Regions from separate parts of the Oryctolagus cuniculus genome. Here region 2 is linked to region 1. A link is a contact called in public Hi-C data. All regions are on one chromosome and are shown on one strand. Each heading gives the region's core, a stretch centred on a gene start, on an enhancer-like site or on the middle of the called end of the contact. The rest is flanking DNA. Distances are from core to core; before and after follow the strand shown. Region 1 has its middle 140 kb from the start of DUSP6. Region 2 overlaps POC1B (POC1 centriolar protein B).

Evidence for each region. Hi-C and Micro-C count contacts between places; a contact is called where the count stands out from the background.
Region 2: a contact with region 1 is called in a Hi-C map of embryonic fibroblasts, with 2.4 times the contacts expected there. The contact joins two enhancer-like sites. A contact is called at or near these places in 2 of 6 Hi-C or Micro-C datasets (embryonic fibroblasts and an unstated tissue).

The regions. Positions count from the first base shown.
Region 1 is chr11:91,862,861-91,865,892 of mOryCun1.1, forward strand. No RefSeq gene overlaps it. Among named protein-coding and RNA genes, the nearest start is that of DUSP6, 140 kb to the right of the region's middle. Within about 2 kb of position 1,536, at least 2 of the 8 cell types and tissues checked have an H3K27ac peak or open chromatin away from gene starts, as enhancers often do.
Region 2 is chr11:92,103,796-92,106,870 of mOryCun1.1, forward strand. All of the region lies in intron 10 of POC1B (POC1 centriolar protein B), which reads right to left. Among named protein-coding and RNA genes, the nearest start is that of GALNT4, 74 kb to the right of the region's middle. Within about 2 kb of position 1,261, at least 2 of the 8 cell types and tissues checked have an H3K27ac peak or open chromatin away from gene starts, as enhancers often do.

The DNA.
Region 1 (3,032 bases), core at 286-2,785:
AGACCTCTGTCCTTAATGAGTTGTACTATGAGAATTAACTGTAAAACTTGTTCTCAAACAGTGCTTTATACTTTATGTATGTAAATTATTGAAATCATTACTTAGTGTAGAGCTGGTCTTCTGTATATAAAGTTAATTAAAAATGAATCTTAATGAAGAATGGGATGGGAGAGGGAGTAGGAGGTGGAATGGGAGTAGAGGAGAAAGGTGGGTATGGGGGGGAGGGGGAATAACCATTATATTCCTAAAGCTGTACCTATGGAATTTGTATTCATTAAATAAAAGCCTTCTTAAAAAAAAAAAAAAAAAAAAAAAAAAAAAAAAAAAAGTGGCCTGGAGAGAAAACATGTTGAAAAGTAACAAAAGCTAGAAGGTTTCTTATCTGTCCCCAGTGACCTTGGAGACCCTCTTTGCCCTTCCTTTTGCCTAAGGTTGTGTTCTGTCACTGGTATTAAAAGCTTATTAAGGCCGGCACCACGGCTCACTAGGCTAATCCTCCACCTTGCGGCGCCAGCACGCTGGGTTCTAGTCCCGGTCGGGGCGCCAGATTCTGTCCCAGTTGCCCCTCTTCCAGGCCAGCTCTCTGCTGTGGCCCGGGAGTGCAGTGGAGGATGGCCCAAGTGCTTGGGCCCTGCACCCCATGGGAGACCAGGATAAGTACCTGGCTCCTGCCATCAGATCAGTGCGGTGCGCCGGCCACAGCACGCCGGCCTGGGCGGCCATTGGAGGGTGAACCAACGGCAAAAGGAAGACCTTTCTCTCTGTCTCTCTCTCTCACTGTCCACTCTGCCTGTCAAAAATTTTAAAAAAAGTTTAAAAAATAAGAAAAAAAAGCCTATTCATAAAGCTTTATTAATAAAGACATTCCCTCAAATCCCTTCACTAAGGGTGAAATAAGAGATAAAATCCCAGCCCAGTCCTTTTTCATTTGATTAGCCCTTCTGGTTTAAAGACGAAACGAAATTTATTCTAGGAAAATCTGAACCATTGGCCAATTGCAATTAGGGACACAAGGTGACGGTGAAGATGTCCATAGAGTTCTACCACACTAGACAGACCAGGTGTTGGCGCCAACCAGAAGGCAGCGCTGGGTGCACCCACAGACAGATCTTCACATGCCGAAGCTCTCTTGGCTGCGGAATGCAGGTGAGTTCACCAGCGTGATCTCACTGCAGAGAGCGTTGAGATGAAAGGAAGTGGGGTGGAGGTGAGTCAAGGGCAAAGGCTAGACTCCCTCCTCTCAAGTCAAGTTGCTAAGCAAAGAAAGGCAAAGAGGGAAAAGATTCCAAAACCAGCTCGCTCTTCAGGCGGAACCAATGGCTTGACTCTGCGTGGAAGCTTTGCCTTGAGGCTTTGTAGCCGGCTCCACAAACAGCTCAGCCACTCCCCCAACCAGCACTCATATTTTCCTGCTGCAATAACAGCCACTCCTTTCTCTGGTTTGAGTCCAACAGACAATCCATCCCTTCTCCTCTAATACCAGCGTCTCTGGAGTGAGCTCATGCTCTCTCCTCCTCTCCCTCTGACTCACGGTGCTCAAAGCTTTAAGAAATAAAAACCTGTTGGATCAGCCAGACTGGAATCATCCACTTCCAGTGGGCCAGTCCTTCCGTGAAAGGGAATCTCACTTTCATTGTTAGCAACAAGGCTCTGGGTTACTTAACTTGGTCATGAAAAGCCCAAATCCCAACTCATTCTCTTACCAGCAAGAACAATAGAGTTACGTGTCTTAAAAAGGAAAAGAGAATATACCTTTAGTAAAACAAAATTACTCTGGCATTTCAACATTTCAAAAAAATATGTCATCCACATAGTTTTAAATCTATGCGATGAGATTATCCCTTCTTCCTTGGATTGTGTTTTGGGAAGGGAGGGGGCTAAAATGCAAAATGTTTTAAGGGAGCCAAATTCGAAAACATAAGCACTGAGGCGTCCATTGCTGTGCAGTGGGTTAAGCCACATCCCATATCTAAGTGCTGGTTCCAGTCCTAGGTGCTCTGAGCTTCTGATCCAGCTTATTGCTGGTGTTTATGAGTGGCAGCGGATGATGACCCAAGTATTTGGATTCTTGTCACCCAGTGACCTTGGAGACCCCCTTTGGGAGTCCCAGATGGAGTTCCTGGCTCCCAGATTTCACCTGGCCCAGCCCTGGCTGTTACAGGCATTTGGGGGATTAACCATCAGATGGAAGATATATCTCCCTCTCTCTACCTCTGTCACTCTTTCAAGTAAATAAATATATATTCTTAAAAAATGTAATAGTCATCGATAGAATGAATTTGATCATGTTTATCTTTATAGCCAAAAGACCAAGCTCAATGTCCAAGTATTTAAATATTTCAATAAATACTTGTAGAATTTATCATAAAGTAGTTTTCCAGTAGAGAGATAAAAATCCAAAATAAAAATTAGTCATTAAACATTTTGAGTGTAAAGGAATCACTATTTTCCAAATCGAAATAATTTTTTAGACCTTAAGTTTCTCTTAATTTTTCATACAAACCTAGAGTCTTAATTACCTTTGCAGACCAAAAAAAAAAAAAAATATTGCCTTAGGTACAAGGATTTTAAAAATTTGTGTGGGTCCTTTATCCCTCTTCTCTGAGGAGTACCCTTAATATCAAGTTAATATCTACCTCTCCCAGACCAAGAATGATTGAATCAAGCAATTCTTGGCAAAGACCTGGGTCAAGCTCATTTTGCTTCTGACCCAGTAGTGATATTCTTTTGAGACCTTGATACATACTACTTGTGATAAATGTTCTTAGATTTGCTCAAGGGTACAAAGGACAATAATTTATTGGAGGAAAATTTCTTGGCCCTAGATTTAAACCAGCATTAATCATCTGGCAGTCTATAAAACTAAGCATCATCAAATAAATTAGGAGTAGCAATATTTTTCAGCATTACTGTCCAAGTTGGCCAGCAAGTTTGTGGATGGTTTTAAGTGGTTTGGCTAGTCTTTTCCGTAGAGTAGTTACCCATGAAGAAAAGCTCAGCTTTCAATTACATGTAAATGAATGCTCACTGGA
Region 2 (3,075 bases), core at 11-2,510, 240 kb after region 1:
CCAAAACTTAAGGGCAATGAAGATCAAAATAGTAAATATTTCAATACATTGTGATCACCTGGGACTTAGTGATTATTATTATTTTTATTTGTAATATACTTTATTTGCAGGAAGAAAAAAGGGAAGGCATCTGAACTGCATGCACACTATTAGTCTCTCTACAATGAGACTAACATAATAAACTTCACAGCTTTCCAGATCTTTTTAAAAAAAATGCCTTGTTCCTTTAACAGGCTAAAAGTTTTACTTGTTGACTTTGTTGGGTTTACAATCTCAAAGCACAATTTTGTTTAAAAAAAAAAAATAAAGGCCAGCCATCACGTTCACAACGTTAGTAGCTCTTATAACATGAGTGATGCTGCACTGCAAGAGCAGGGGTCCCGGGGTTTGGAAATCATCTCTGTCCTACCGCTAACCTTTTATCTCCCGTCTCTATTGTAAAGATTGATTCTGAAAAGAATAGAGTTTATTTTCTAAGTGGTAAGAGATCTGTGAAAAGTTACATTTTTCCTTATTTACTTCTGCTAATTATTGCATAGTATTTTTTAGGGTTTTGACAATTCTTTGAATTTCAAAAGCAAATGTTTAATGTGTTTAGATTATTTCTCAAAACTTACAAGTGTTCTTCTTATTCCTATTAAGCATTTCAGAGGTCAATATTTAGCTTTTTGAGTTACTGAATAAACAGTTACTGTATCCTACTAGTCATATATACTATCATTTGAAGTGAAGATGAAATGGCTTTTAATAAAATGACCATAAATTTGAGGGAAGGACTAGCTAGTGAGTCCAGAGACATGAATTCTACGAATGCCCAAACTCATTTCCTTTGTACCCCTTAGAGCAAGAACAGGAAAAAGACAGTGTAGGGCCACTGAGCCAGAGTGTAAAGATACCATAAAAACAGCCATTTCCTAAAGCTTAACAAGTCACCCAAAGTCACAGGCACACTTAGTTTTGGAAGTCATATGCACTAAACTTTCAATTCAAATGCCATCTTGTAAACTTCAACAAAGTTTTAAAACCTAAAAGAACCTCACCTACCCCACATTTAGGAGATGCTTATATGTAAATCCAGGAAAGTCAGCACACAGAAAAGCAGGGAAAACAGGAGACTCCTGCAACTTGATCTATCATGGGTTCTCCTAGAACCTGGGGGGTGGGGATCTGGGGATACTATATTGCATAGGACTACTCTACACTTCCAAATAGACAAATTTCAGTTTTGAGACATTTAGGTTTGCATGCACTGTGTTCTTTCAAGTAAGTCTTTCCAAATCTTTGCTTATATAAGCAGTTAGGAACTGAAATAGCTGCACCAGTTATGCAATGTTGTCTAGTAACCAGGATGAACTGTTGCCACAACATCCATGGAAACATTCTCTCCCTATCTGAAAGTTTACTCTGTGTGTGTCTACATATTTTGTCAACACATTAATATTTTCAAGTAGTATATACCCTGTTTCATATATATCATATTTCATATCTCCATGAAAATGTAACCTTTTTCTTCCTAAAAATAGGCAATACAAAACAATCTTTCAGGAGGAAAAACAAATGTACTTTGGTGAAAAAAAAAAAAAAATCCACACCTGAATGACATTTAGGAAGGACGAATGTGTGTTTTCCAAAGTCAAGGAAACAGCAGAGTATCTCCTGCCCTGATTCAGCTGATTCGTTTCCTGATCCTGGAACAGGAGACAGGAAAACCACGATTCTTTTCCCTCAGCAGCCCCTCTGCCAAAATGATGCTGAGCCAGGAGACACTCTCAGCCACCCTGAGATGACTCGGGGCTACACCTTATTGTCCCTGGGGAAAGCAGATAGGGAATCCCACGGCTGACATCCAATCTGTCAGGAAATCCTCTTGGCTCTGCCTTCAAAATACATCCAGAATCAGATGACTTAGCACCTCCTCCTCTGCTACCGCCCTGGGTCAAACCACTATCGCCTCCTGTCTGATTATTTCATTAGCGTCCTAATGAGTTTCCTTGTTCTCCCCATCACCATCCCCACTCTGTCCTCACACAGCAGCCAGAGCAAACCCATTAAGACCTATACCAGATCATGTCCCTCCCCTGCCAAAACCCCTCTGGTGGCTCCCCTGTCACTCAGAGCTGGCCTCTATTACTGCTCCCACTCGCCTGGAGGGCCATTCCCAGATCCACTTGACCTGCTCCCTTCATTCCTCACTTCTTCACTCAAATGTTACTTGCCACGTGATGCTTGTCCTGAACATATGGTCTTTAAAACTGCAGCCTTCTTCCTCTCTTCTCATCGCCCTTGAGTGCTGTGTTCACCTGTGTGTTTTTCTTTCGGTCCACTACACAATAAAGTTTGTTTTTGTTTAACCTGAATTGCCTGTCTCCTGTACTGTATTAAGGATGCAGGCTTTTCAGGGGCAGGAGTTCTGTTTTGCTCAGCTTCTCTAAAGCTAAGAATGGTGAATGACATAGAGTAATTACACAGTCAATATTTACTGAGAGATACATATGCATATGAGTGGGCAGACCCCCTGCCCACTATTGAGTTAGGCAACTTAAAGACCTAGACCTAAAACTAGACTGAGGCACTTTTATTGCCATGGTTTCAGTTTCTCTAGAGGCATCCACTTATTTGTGACTTGCCTTCCCTACCTGGAATGCCCAGATCTAAATCCTGCCTATAGGGGCAGGCGTTTATTAGAGTGGTTAAGACTCTGCTTGGGATGCTCACATTTCATATTACAATCACATGCAAAATTCACACCAAAATTATTTAGCACAATTGTACTTCACACCAAAGCAGAAACAAACCTCCTTTACAGTGATACCTGATTTAGCAGAAGAAAGAGTCCATGTAAAGAGGAGATTGTAGATTAACAATTATATATCACCACATTAATAGGAAGATAAATAGTTAAAAAATAATCACACTTTAGTTTTCTTACCAATTATTCTACTAACGAATTAAAAGAAAGATGTAAATACTGGGAATTTAAAGTAAAGCCCTTTAGAGATACTCTATAAAAATCTAAGTGCTTTACAAGTATTTGTGTCTTCAGTATGCAGTAGAAGCAAAAAGCTTTTATGCCTT